3 separate regions of the Hordeum vulgare genome follow, and all the other regions are linked to region 1. The links are chromatin contacts, called in public Hi-C maps. All regions are on one chromosome and are shown on one strand. The core of a region is the stretch at or near the end of the contact, and the rest is flanking DNA. Distances in the headings are between cores, read along the strand shown.

Region 1 (4,519 bases), core at 1,513-4,012:
TACTACTATTACTCCACACGTCGACCGCTATCCAGCATGCATCTAGTGTATTAAGTCCATAAGAACAGAGTAACGCCTTAATCAAGATGACATGATGTAGAGGGATAATCTCAAACCAATGATAAAAACCCATCTTTTTACCCTTGATGGCAACTGCTTGATGTGTGCCTTGCTGCCCCTACTGTCACTGGGAACGGTCACCACATCGCAGAACCCAAAACCAAGTACTTCTCCCATTGCAAGAATCATAGATCTAGTTGGCCAAACAAAACCCAAGACTCGGAGAGACTTACAAGGATATCAAATCATGCATATAAGAAATCAGCAAAGACTCAAATATATATCATAGATAATCTGATCACAAGTCCACAATTCATCGGATCTCGACAAACACATCGCCAAAGAAGATTACATTGGATAGATCTCCATGAAGATCATGGAAAACTTTGTATTGAAGATCCAAGAGAGAGAAGAAGCCATCTAGCTACTAACTACGGACCCGTAAGTCTGAAGTGAACTACTCACGAGTCATTGGAGGGGCGATGATGATGATGAAGAAGCCCTCCAACTCCAAAGTCCCCTCCGGCAGGGCGTCGGGAAGGGTCTCCAGATGAGATCTCACGAAAACGGAAGCTTGCGGCGGCGAAAAAGTTTTTTCGAGGCTCCCCTGATTTTTTGTGGAATATTTGGGAATATATAGGCGCAAGACCTAGGTTAGGGGGCGGCCAGGGAGGCCACAAGCCTGCCCACCGCTGCCTCCCCCTGGTGGCGGAGTGGGGGCTTGTGGGCTCCCTGGAGCCCACCTGGCTTGGCCCAAAAGCCCCTTGGACTTCTTCCGTTCGGGAAAAAATCATTTCGGGGTTTTTCTTCCGTTTGGGCTCCGTTCCAAAATCAGATCTGAAAAGAGTCAAAAACACGGAAAAAACAGGAACTAGCACTTGGCACTGAATTAATAAGTTAGTCCCAAAAAGATATAAGAAGGTACATAAAACATACAAAGAAGACAAGATAACAGCGTGAAACCATCAAAAATTATAGATACGTTTGAGACGTATCAGGCGGCGTGGCGGCTCGGGCCCTGGCGGGCCAGATATGGGCTCGCAGGCCCGCGGTGGCTGAGAGGAGAGAGAGGTAGCTGTTGGGGTTAGGGTTTCGGGCACAGATCCCGAGGAGGATTAGGGGGGGCACTCAAATAGGTAGGGGAGGGGTATTTATATAGGGAAAAGGGGCTAGGGTTAGCAGAATTTCGCCCCGGTTTCAACCGCGCGATCGAAATCGAACAATTCCGAACGCGGGACGGGCTAATTGGCCATGTAGTGTAGGTTATCCGGAGAAGAGAGGGAAACGGGCACCCGACAACTATTTTAAAACATCGATAAAACGTCTACGAAAGACCGAATACGGTGCCGCTACGGTCGACCGTTCGGGTACCAGACGGACTCCGATTGCAACGAAATTTGACAGTTGGCCTACCTATATCTAAATACGACCGCACGCCAAGTTTCAACCCAATCAGAGAAATTTTTACATACATTTCTAAAAACAGGATTCAAACGATGTCGCAGGCGCGTGCGAGTGTGGTCGGGCTCAGAACGGGCAAAGACGAGAACCGGCAACTAACAACGGATGCAAGTTTTGAAACTGGCGGCTACGGGATGCCGATGCAATGCGGATGATGCGCATGATGCGATGATGATGCGACAAATAAAAATAATCACACGACGAAAACGGAATAAAAGGGAAATCTTCTGAATCGTCGGTCTCGGGCTGTCACAGAGCTGCAATGGCGACATCAGGACAACTGCAAACGACGACGCCAATGCTACAACCATGGACGTAAAAAGCTACATCTAATAGATAAAAAAGCTTCAACCAGACTTCAGAATACACAAAAATTACAACCGTTCTAACAGAAGCTTCATCCCGCGGATGAAAAAGCTTCAACCACATATAGAAAAATCTTCATCCAATGACTACAAAAACTTCAACCATTTTTAGAACACATGAAATGTTGCAACCGTTTAGAAAAAACTCCATCCAACACATGAAAAAGCTTCAACCAGAGTTTTTGAGAAAGCTTCAACCAGTTTTTGAAACACATGAAATGTTGCAATCGTTTAAAAAAAATCTTCATCCGACAGATGGAAAGCTTTAACGATAGTTTTTGAGAAAGTTTCAACCAAAATGTTTTGCAACCAATTGTGTCATTTTTTGTTGAAACCGACGGTGTCGTGTGCTACAGTCATGACTCAATTTTGTTGCGAGCGTGCATGCCGAGCTACAACCGGCGACAACGACGGCGAGATGTTTTTTACTACAACTGTATTTATTTATTGCTACTACCAACAACTTGTTTTGTTGCATCCGTTCTTTTTCTTCCACGATGAACTATCCACCGGACGCTTCAGTCGGGATGAGATGTTTGTGGTTGATTTCTACGAGCCCCGTGGACATCGACGGACACATGGACGAGGGCGGCTATGAGCAGCGACAAGCACGACGAAGATGGCACAATGCTTCGAGCGGCAGGGGCGGCAGGCGACGACAGGAGACAGGAACGAAAGACGCGTGGAGAAGAAGAGAGGATAGTGGTGAACGTTTTTTTTTACGAGGATTCAACGACCCACACGATCGAGATCCAAACCCTGTGGTACGACCAATTTGGGCCGGCCCACCGGCGCCGCCTAAAAGAAAAAGGGAAACTTTGATCCCGGTGCCAAACCGCCACCTCACCCACTCCGATCGCACGCCCTCGAGCTCGGTGCGCAATAATACCACGGCGGCATCTTCTCCCCTCCCAACCGTGCGGTGGCTTCCAAACGACTCCTCCGTCACCGCCTCGCCGTCGCCATCACCCCGAAATCAACATGCCACCAGCCGCCGCCCCCCCACCCCGCACATGCGCTGCTCTGCTCCCACTTCGCCTACTCGCTCACGCTCACGCCACCCCAGTCTGGCACTCTCCAGCCGACGCCCACAGCCGTAACCACCGCTGAGCACCGCTCTTCCATGGCGGCCGCCGACGACGATGGCCAGATCGACGACGACGAGTACTACGAGTACAACCCGCACCCCTACGGCGGCGGCTACGACATCTCCGCCACCTACGGCGCCCCGCTCCCGCCCTCCACCTCCACGTGCTACCCCATCTCCTCCCCCGACGGCGCCCCCGCGCGCCCCTCTCCGCGGCCGCCCGTGCCCGCCCCCGTGACTGCTCCTGCCCCCGCAACGCCGCAGCCGCCACCAGCTTCGCCCCCGAAGCCTCGGCCGGTCCCATCGCCAGAGCCGGCGAGGACACCGCCCTTTTCGCCGGTTCCGGCTCCGGTGCCGGTCGCGGAGCCGTTCTACTGGCCCAAGCCGCACGACTACGGGGACGCTCCGCGGTGGCCGCCCGTGTACCCCACGCCGGAGGTGTTCCGGCGCTGGCCGTACCTGGCGGCGGGGTCGCATTGCTGCCACTCGCGGTGCGGGCCGCGCGACTACTGGAGGCAGTGCATGCGCGGGCTGGACTTCCTCTTCGGCCACGCCGACGGGTACGGGGAGCGGCGGATTGGGACCGACTGCCACGGGGTCCCAGTGTACGCCAACAAGAAGGGGGGAGTGGAGGACGCCGTGGTGGTCGAGGTGCCGCCGCCGGAAATCGGGAGGGTGCAGTGGCACGATGCCGGCGAGGTGCCGGCCATTGGGAATGTGCAGTGGCACGACGCTGGCGAGGTGCCAGCAATTGGGAATGAGCAGTGGCACGACCACGGCGAGGTGCCAGCGATTGGGAATGTGCAGTGGCACAACGCCGGCGAAGCGCACGATCAGAGCAATGTGAGGAAATACACCGCATCATTCTTCAGTTTATCATGCTTTAGTATACTCTTATCATATTATTAATAAATACAGTACGTAGTACAGTATATATCTTCCTTCGTCGGTATTCTATTGACCGATTCCTTCGTTGTTTTTGTACTCGGAGACAGTGGCTATCTTCTTACGACAACGCAAAAGAGGATACATATGCATATGCCCATTCTACGTATGGCTCGTATGACACGTCTTACCAACAGTCTTACAGTGCTGATGCTGCTCCGGATGAACCTACGTGGTTTCCCAATCAGAGCTATCAGGATCTTTACAGAGAGGAAGAGCCTCGGTATCAGGTACTCCCTCCGTCCCAAAATAAGTGTCTCAAGCTTAGTACAACTTTGTACTAGAGCTAGTACAAAGTTAAGACACTTATTTCGGGACGGAGGGAGTATTTCTCATTTCTGAATGATCCATGTGTCAGCCACTCAACTGACTAGTGAGCAGCGAGTGACTAGTTGTCACTTGTCACTCTATCCATTTTGCGCAATTATGTGCTGATCTGTCAGTCAATGGGCTCGCCACAGGAGCATTAGTGTTGTCTAAGTACCATCAGCATATTGACTTGCTCTGCCCAATGATTAATTTGACATTTATAAAGAGCAACATTAGACTAGAAATGCAAGACGAATCAATGAGTTGTATGTCTGAATTCTGAAAGATGCTT
Region 2 (4,519 bases), core at 796-3,295, 240 kb after region 1:
AAGACGATTTGAACTGCGCTAGCGGACAAGCGATCGTGGCCCGTCCGTCTCGCTGTCAGACGCGGCCATGCACAGCGCGGATTCAATACGGCATGTGCCGCCGTGGCCACAGGGCGGCAAAGGTGCTGTGGACGGGCCGCCGTGCATTTGACGAATGGCCATGCACCTGCCTGTGCAGTGTGCACGTACCTACGACCCGAGTACGTACGTACGTATGGTTGCGCGGTATCGGCTGCGCCCCGTTCCGTCCAAGACAGGCGACATGACATGACATACATGGTCACGCGACGTCGTATTTCCCCAGCTGTGGCGCAGCCAGCGTACCAATTCCGGTAGTAGCAGCAGTCGTCGAAAGATTGTTCCTGCTTACTCGTAAAGACATTTCCGCCAGGTCCAATCATCACTACTTCCATACGGTATGAGCAGGAAGTGAATGGGTGAAAGAGACGCAGACGGCGACGCGGCCCTCCAAAACCTTATATATATAAAAAAAAACACGGCTGCTGGCCTCCACCATGATGCCATCAGTTTGTAGGAAACGGAATGAAGCCCAGCGCCGGGTGTGAAGGAACGATGGAGCGAGCGGAAACGGCAGGGCCTCCATTTATGTGCGCGCGCACGGGATGCCACTGCCAGTCCTCGCCGCGACCTGCGCGCGCGCAGCGCAGGGCAAAGGCCAGCGCGCGTGCACGCGAAAGGCGGTGAAAAGAGAGCAGCAACGGCGGCCAACCAGGCGCGCGCGGGCGGCAAAAGCCCCCGTGCATTCCCCCACAGGGTCGTCGCGTCTTTTCGCGCCATATCATCCATCATCCGTGGGCATCAGCGCCGGTCACACTTGGCTTTCGTTCGGCTTTTCCCCCTGCCCCTGCGACCGAATTCGTTTCGCGGCCTCGACCACGATCGTGAGCTCCAAGCGCTCTCGCCGCGGCCGCGCGAACGGATGACCGGCGGCCGGGAGACCGACCCGCACGGTCGCGAGTTGATCCGATCGGGCACGCACGTAGCACCGGCTGACGCGGCAGCGGCCGGGGGACAGACAGCGGCCGTCGCGCGCCCAACAACAAGCAAACAGAGCAGGTGGGCCCTACGGAGAGTGACGTGGAAATTGCAGTTTATCCGCATCATTTGTTTTTCATTTCATTTCACGTATGCTGGATTATCATTCGACTGTGCGTGACAGGGGAGTATTTCACGCTCCATTTTTTTGGGTTTGATCACTCCAGTGGAGGCCGAGAGGGAGGAGGAAAGCGACGGCGAGCGGGGGCGAGGGAGGATGACGGGGAACGCCCCGATAGGGATGCTCCCGCTCCGTGCGGCTCGTCCCAGAAAAAGCTACTCGTTCGTGTTTGCAGAACCAAAATAAGTAATTGGCGCTAGTTAGGGCCAGCACAATTACTTGGACAACAATAATCTCTGAAGCAGCGAAAAGAGAGAAGAATACTCGTGTTTACTCGTACATGGCAGTGGGGCAAACGACAAGGATCTGGGAGTAAACAAACCTTGTGAAGCGACGGAAAGGCGAGCGAGGCGAGGCGAGGCTAGCTCCCGCTTTAGCTTGGCTACGGGGTATCAAACGGAGTATAAAAATGTCGGGCCGGGCGCCATTCTTATCGCGAAAGGCCGCCGCAGCGGCAGCAGCGGCCGCGGCGAGGGAGCAGGACAAAGCGGGCCGGGACGGCGACCGGAGTGGGCGCCGCCCGCGCGGGGCCCCTCCCGGTCAGCACCCCAGATCGCGGCCGCTCCGGTCAATCAATCACAGACAGATCCACCCGGCCACGAAATTACCGCGCAGCACAGTAGTTTCTTACCGTCAGATTGATTGAACGACGGCACTGTTTGGTATTCCTATCCGTCCGTCCGTCCAGAGAGCACAGGAAGAAGGCAGAGAAAAGAAAAGGCGGAAAATAAAGGGCGAGAGCGAGGCGGTCAGTGACAGAGGCGGTGGATCGGGTTTTATAAATGGGGGCCACGGAGATCCAGATCTATCCCGCCTGAAACAAACCCCAAACCAAAAACACCGCAGCAGCAGATAAAAACACCGCAGGACAGACCGCGGCAGCCAGGCAGTGGCATTTTGCGGGGACGCCCCCGCGAGTTTTCTTCCGTCACTGGCGAGGCCCCTCGTCCTCTCCCGGGGAAAAGGGACGGCGGCCAGCCCAGCTTATACATAGGGAGATTGGGATACAGCGCGAGGGCCAAGGAAGGGAAGGGAAGGTGCGCACCACCCTCGTGCCGCTGCTGCAACTAGTATAGCCCGCTCGCTCGCTAGCAAGCTAACCCGCGAAGGACCTCTGGGGATTGATTCATGGAGTCGCTCGTCTCCGGCTCGAGCCATCTCTCTAGCTAGCTAGTCGTTGGTTGTTGTTGTCGTGCGAGGAAGGAGGGAGGAGGAGGAAGGGGGTGTGAGGTTGTTTGCGGGCTAGGGTTGGTTGAGCGGGCTTCGTCGATCGGCATGGACGCCTACGAGGCGACCAAGGTGGTGTTCGCGCGGATCCAGGGGCTGGACCCGGACCACGCGGCCAAGATCATGGGGCTGCTGCTCATCCAGGACCACGGCGAGAAGGAGATGATACGCCTCGCCTTCGGCCCGGAGGCGCTGCTGCTCGCCGTCATGGCCAAGGCGCGCAAGGACCTCGGCCTGCTCCCGGCGTCCTCGGGCCCCGGCACGCCCACCTCCGCCGCGGCCACCGGCCACTCGCCCTTCATGCTCTCGCGCCAGAACTCCGGCCGCGGCGGCGGAGGCACGGCGCCCTCGCCGCTCTCGGTCTCGTCGCCCTCCTCGTGGGCCCCGCCCCCGGTGTTCTCGAGGAGCAACAGCGTCAGCAATGGCAGCGCCGCGGAGGAGATGGCGGGCGTCGGGGAGGAGCTGATGAGTCCAGCCAACGGCCCGCAGTCGCCCTTCTTCGGCGGGGGCGGGGACTCGCTGATCCTCGACGAGCTCCACCTGCAGGACCAGCTCGCGTTCCTCAGCGAGGGAGGCATGGGCGGGGGAGGGCGCCAGCTCCCGCTGTTCGACAACGGCGAGTGCCGCAGCCCCAGCGGCGGCGACGGAGGGCTCTTCCCGTACGGCGCCGGGTGGGCCAACGGCGGGCCGGGGCACCGCAGGAGCGCGTCGGTGAGCGAGCTCTGCTTCGGGGGCGGCGACGGCCTCGGCTGGAAGCCGTGCCTCTACTACGCGCGCGGGTACTGCAAAAACGGGAGCGCCTGCCGGTTCGTGCACGGCGGCTTCCCCGACGACCTCGCCGGCGCGAAGATGGACCAGGCCGCCGTGGAGCAACAGTGCCAGGACTTCCTCCTCCGCTCCAAGTCCCAGCGCCTGGCCGCGGCCGCCGGCTTCGCCTACTCGCCCACCGGCTCCCTCCCTGGCTCCCCCTCCGCGGCGAGCAAGTGCCTCAGCTTGCTCCTGCAGCAGCAGCAGCAGCAGCAAAACGACGGCCAAAGGTAAATACCCACCACCCTCGCCACCTACGAGCTCCTCGCTCTCGTTTCTACCGGCCGGCAGCTCACCGGTTGCTCTCCGATTCGCAGGGCCGCGGCCGCGGCTGCCGCAGCGGCGTTGATGCTGGGCGGCGACGAGGCGCACAAGTTCATGAACCGCCCCCGTCTCGACCGCGGCGACTTCGCCAGCATGATGAACCCGGGGTCCCGGCAGATTTACCTCACCTTCCCGGCGGACAGCACCTTCCGCGAGGAGGACGTCTCCAACTACTTCAGGTAACTTCACCGTGCTCGCCCGCACACCACAGCTCTACCTCCGCTCCGGCTGCAAGCCTCGCCGGTATTAACCTTGCTCTTCCTCCGAACCGCAGCATCTACGGCCCTGTCCACGACGTGCGCATCCCCTACCAGCAGAAGCGCATGTTCGGGTTCGTCACCTTCGTCTACCCGGAGACGGTGAAGCTGATCCTGGCCAAGGGCAACCCGCACTTCATCTGCGACGCGCGCGTGCTCGTCAAGCCCTACAAGGAGAAGGGAAAGGTCCCCGACAAGTTCAGGCAAGCCCATGGCGATCCATCTTTGCCGCTTGCTTCCGGCAGCAGTAACTAACCACAACATCCCCATGACCATTTATTTTCCGCTGCTGCTCTGCAGGAAGCAGCAGGGCGAGAGAGTGGACTTCTCCAGCTGCGGGTCTCCAACCGGGCTGGACGCCAGAGACCCCTTCGATCTCCACCAGATTGGTTCGTCATTGTGACATTCAGTTGCTAGCTGCAGCTTCAGTGTTTGTTGATTGTTTTGATGCATGATAAGTGAGTGTGTGCTGGATTGGATTCCAGGTGCGAGGATGCTGCAGCACTCCAACAGCGCCAACGAGATGCTGCTGAGGAGGAAGCTGGAGGAGCAGCAGCAGGCGGTGGAGCTGCAGCAGGCGATCGAGCTTCAGAGCCGGCGCCTCATGGGGCTGCAGATGCTCGACCTCAAGACACGCTCGGCCGCGGCTGCCGCCGCCGCCACCGCGCCGACTCCCATCGCCAAGCCGTTCAGCCCCACCCACACGACTGCCACCACCCCTACCCTC
Region 3 (4,519 bases), core at 1,222-3,721, 210 kb before region 1:
TTGGACCAGAATAATCGTGTGATGTCACTTCCATTAGTGATACACCAAAAACTTTTACCCCACAGAGCACAAGTGGATGCATGACTAAAGTCAGTTAAGATTAGGTATTGGTTGAACTGAGAGCAATATGTTTGTCTACAATGCAGTTGCCTTGAAACAGTGTTAAATACAATCATGCTTTTCTTGAGATTACCCAGCTGTTTTTTCTGATGGAGTTTTACACATTTAAATTGGAGTTATCATTAAGTTTCTCACACTCCCATTACGAATTATTTTAGGTCATTAGTGTATTGCAGGGACATGATCATTTCTTACATAATTACACTTTCCTTCTTTCAGTGATTTATGACTTGTCAATCCAATTAGACATAAACAAGATTTGCAGGATCGTACCACCATCAGGTGTTTAAATATGTTTTGATAATTATTACTTTGTGTTATGCTTAGAAACATCAGCAGAGGGTTCACAAATTACCAGGACAATAATTCGGCTAAACAGGAAGTAACAGCAAAAAGCTAACAGAAGTTATAATATCAACCTGTGGACATAAAGATGATATGTTGTCCCTTTAAGGAAAAGCTTTTTCACGTATGATTCTTCACCATCTGCCGGTTTAGGAGCCTTTTCAGCATCCTTCTCTGGGATAGCATACGCCATTTGGACAGATCCACCGCCAAGGTCAACCACACCAACTGTGTCTGCATACGTCTTTCCCAGTTTTCCCAACAGATAATTAATGGTAACCTGTAAGAATATAGAAGAGTAAATGAGAGTTATATGGTATATGTCCCTGCACTAGAAGCTAAACAAAGCAGCAAAGCTTATGACGAATTCCTAAACACTCTGCTTATTGCACGACGTAACCACTACTAGGCTTGGTTGATGGTTACCTTGAACTCTACTTGCATCCAATTTTACATATAAACCATCAAACACCAGTTCATAAATTAGAAAAATGGCATGTAGTCTTCTAAAAAACGAAATAATGCAGTGACAATATTTTTTTGCTCGAGACTCAAGAGCCTTAGAATAACATGAAACGCAACCATATGTAAAAGCAAGGCCAGCATCCTACCCATTCATATGCACCTTCCTGGGTTCCATCAAGAACTGTAACCCAATCCGGCTGGTTCTTAAATGAACTCTTTTCACGAAGAAGATCCCTAACCTGCATGTTTGTGGATGCGTTAGTATCCAGATTGATGATCAATCATGATAAATTGGTAAAGATAACCTCACTGAAACAAGAGAACAACATAATAGCTCTCAATGCAGACAATAATGATAATGATGACAATGGGACTGATATGATAGAAGACCATTTACCGCTTGCAATATCTCTTCGGATTTTCCTGCTCCCAACGCTCTTAAGCCTGCGGTGGCCTGTGAATGAAGAAGAAAGCTAAGAACATCAACGAGCACCGATTACAAAATCAATTAGTGTGAACAAACAACTCACCCCAACTCTGACCGGCGTCTGGTCGCGCAATTCGGCCGGAACCACTTCCTTGGCCTTCTCAATGAGAGAGACGAGCGATTGAGCAGCCTCGCGCGGGTCATTGGCGAACGCGCTAAGTCCAGGCTTTTTCTGCGAGAGGGGAAGTGGAACGGAATTCAGCTGACAATAACCTAGATCAGATCCAGATCCGATGGACGAACGGGCCGTCGTCTTACCTGGACGAAAAGCTCGATGTCGGTGCCAATGTGGACCAGATCCAGGTTGCCGTCGAAGCAGAAGACGTGGACGCGGCTGCCGGAGCTGCCGGCGTCGAATATGACGGCGTACTTCTTGTCCCCGGCGGCGACGGCGGCGGCCCCTCCTCCTCCGAGGGGCCTCTGGGCGGCCCCGGAGGGCGCGCGCGGCATGAGCAGGAGCACGAGCGAGACGAGGGCGAGGGGCGCGAGCACGACGAGCAGCACCCCGCGGTAGCGGTGCACGCGGTCGGCGAGCGTGTCCTGGCGGCCGGCCCCCGGCAGCTGCGAGTAGCGGCGCATCTTGTCGGCGGGCAGGAGGTGGAGGTCGGGCAAGGAGGGCGTGCGGTAGCGGATGCGGCCCCCGGGGCCGGGGGGCGACGGCTGCTTGACCGCCTCTAGATCCTCCGCGGGATCCAGCGCTCCCGTCCGTCCGCTCCGCTCCGCGCGCGTCGGCGTGGGGGAGGGGAGGGGAGGGAAGGGTCGATCTGCCTGGTGGCCGCGCAGCGCGAGCCTCGGGGTGGAGTTTTAGGCAGGCGGGCGCGCGTCGGTGGGTTTGACTTGGGGCGGGGTGGCGTCGGGATCCGGGCGCATGCTGGGGAAATGCGCGCGCCTCGGGATGTGGCGCGGTGGTCTCCCGCTGCTGTGCTGCCGCCGGGCACGCGCGCGACGGAGGTGGGGGAGGGAGGTGGCGGTGGCGGTGGCGTGCGGGAATGGCGGCGCTTTGTAGCGGCCGCGGCGGGGGTGGGGTGGGGGGTTGCTTGTGCGGGTTCGCCGTGCTCTGCCCGTGCCGGTGCGGTTGGGTTGGGTTTGCTTCGTCCGCGCGCGTGTGCGGAGTTGGCCGGACGCCACCGGAGCCGCTGTGGTGCTTGGTAATTTCTACGGTGCCTCGGTCCACGGGTGCGCCGGACCGTGATTGGTTGGTGCAGGTAATTGACCGTGTACGCGCCAACCAGAGATCGTGTTGACGTGTTGATGGATTCAGCGATCCAGTTTAGAAAAAGCTTTCTAATGCTCCATCCGTGTTAAAATATTGTACTAACTCTAATACAAAATTATACTATTAAGTTTGAGACATTTATTTTGGAACGGATGGACTACTTATTCAACAATTATCAAAGTAATAAAAATTACATCTAAATTCCCACTTAGTGACGACTCTAAACACTCGAACGAGCTAAAGGAAACCCTCCTTATGGAGGTTGAACAAAGCTTGTTGCATAACCGAATCGTAATACCAACCATCGTCTAGCAACCATCATCAATAAAACATGTATATATTGGACGTATATATTCAAACTATAAACACATGGACGCAAACTAACAAGGAGTGAATCCAAGTACTTCAACCGAAGACAAAGTCGAACAAATTTTACGAGATCCATCGAAGACTCTGGGATCATTAGAAGGAATGTCTAGGGGGTGAATAGACTACTTGACAAAATTAAAACTTAACATTTTCCTAATTTTAATGGTTGGTAGATTTTAGCAATTATAGCAAGTCAAACGCATCCTATACATGCAAGTCTACGAGTATAGCAGCGAAATGTAAAGACACGCACGTGAAAGTAATAAGTAGAGGTAGGAAGATCCAACGCAAAGGATGACACGGTGATTTTTTACGTGATTTCGATAGCTGATGCTATCGTATGCTCACGTTGATGGAGACTTCAACCTAGGAAGGGTAACGGTTGTACGAGTCCGCGGAAGGCTCCATCCACAAGGGACGTCTAACCAATCTAGAAGACACCACTCTTCACAGGGTAATAAATATGGTAAGTATGATGAACTCATTGCTCTTGTGCTTCAAAGGTAGTCTCCTCAACACTCAATCACTCTCTCACATATTTGGCTTTGGTAGAAGAGATTGATTAGGTGGAAAGCAACTTTGGGAGGCTAGAAATCAAGATCCATATGATAGGAATGGAATATCTTGATCTCAACACATTATTAGGTGGTTCTCTCATAATGGATGGGGCAAGTGTTGGTATGTTCTGAGTGCTTCCTCTATGAATGCGAGGTAGGTGGAGGGGTCTATATAGATATCTCAAAAATACAACCGTTACAACATTATTGCCCAACTCGGTGAAACCGAAGCAAAAAACTCGGTTGCACCGACTAGTGCAAAATGTGGCAATTTTTGACGTTTCGGTGAGACCTATATATAAATCTCGATGAATCCGATTTTCCTGACCTAGGCAGTTATCCAAACTTGGTGGCACCGATTTGCAAATAGGAAATTCCTATTTTCAACAAATGGTAACGAGGGAGTTGGTCACTGGTTTTCGGTTCACCAAAATCAAGACTTGGTGGTACCAAGATTATTGGTTTGGCTTTGGATTTTGTCTAGGGTAAAACTTGGTAAGGCCGATTTGGAAATGTTGTTATCATTGAATTTGAGTATTTAGACTTTGGAAAGAATATTTACGGGAGAATTTCATGAGGGTTTTTGGTGGCTAACTCTAAGCACTTGAGCAACCAGATCATCATAGACACCTCATCCCTTCTAATAGTATTGGCTTTCCTATGGACTTAAATATGATTTCTCACAAAATGCAAAATGTAGAGTCTTGAAGTTCGAAGCTTGGCCAATCTTATTCTTCTACTTCCTTAGGGCTTTTCCTCACAATCCAGCCAATCTTCTCTGTGAACTTCATGTGAAATAAACTAGATAAAGCTATTAGTTCAAGAGAAAATGTATGTTGTCATGAATTATCAAAAACACCAAGGGAGCATATGTGCTTTCAAAGACACACCTCCAAGCAACCTTCAATGATAGCTTAAAACACCATTGAAATGGGGCTAGGAAGAAAGACCATTATTACT

What was found. Hi-C and Micro-C count contacts between places; a contact is called where the count stands out from the background.
Region 2: a Hi-C map of leaf shows a contact between it and region 1, with 4 times the contacts expected there. The contact joins the promoter of LOC123424690 here to the promoter of LOC123424691 in region 1. A contact is called at or near these places in 4 of 6 Hi-C or Micro-C datasets (leaf and seedling) and 1 of 1 datasets of contacts at active chromatin or transcription factors (embryo).
Region 3: a contact with region 1 is called in a Hi-C map of leaf, with 5 times the contacts expected there. The contact joins the promoter of LOC123424692 here to the promoter of LOC123424691 in region 1. A contact is called at or near these places in 4 of 6 Hi-C or Micro-C datasets (leaf and seedling) and 1 of 1 datasets of contacts at active chromatin or transcription factors (embryo).

The regions. Positions count from the first base shown.
Region 1 is chr2H:37,316,049-37,320,567 of MorexV3_pseudomolecules_assembly, reverse strand. It overlaps LOC123424691, which reads left to right and starts at 2,762. Exons shown (of 6, transcript XM_045108356.1): 1 at 2,762-3,816; 2 at 3,969-4,148. The coding sequence starts at 3,010.
Region 2 is chr2H:37,070,917-37,075,435 of MorexV3_pseudomolecules_assembly, reverse strand. LOC123424690 (zinc finger CCCH domain-containing protein 53-like) reads left to right here and starts at 2,045. Exons shown (of 9, transcript XM_045108354.1): 1 at 2,045-3,441; 2 at 3,529-3,714; 3 at 3,810-3,995; 4 at 4,093-4,181; 5 at 4,278-4,519. The coding sequence starts at 2,453.
Region 3 is chr2H:37,528,942-37,533,460 of MorexV3_pseudomolecules_assembly, reverse strand. LOC123424692 (probable apyrase 2) reads right to left here and starts at 2,471. Exons shown (of 9, transcript XM_045108357.1): 1 at 1,676-2,471; 2 at 1,461-1,589; 3 at 1,328-1,384; 4 at 1,077-1,169; 5 at 540-745. The coding sequence starts at 1,996.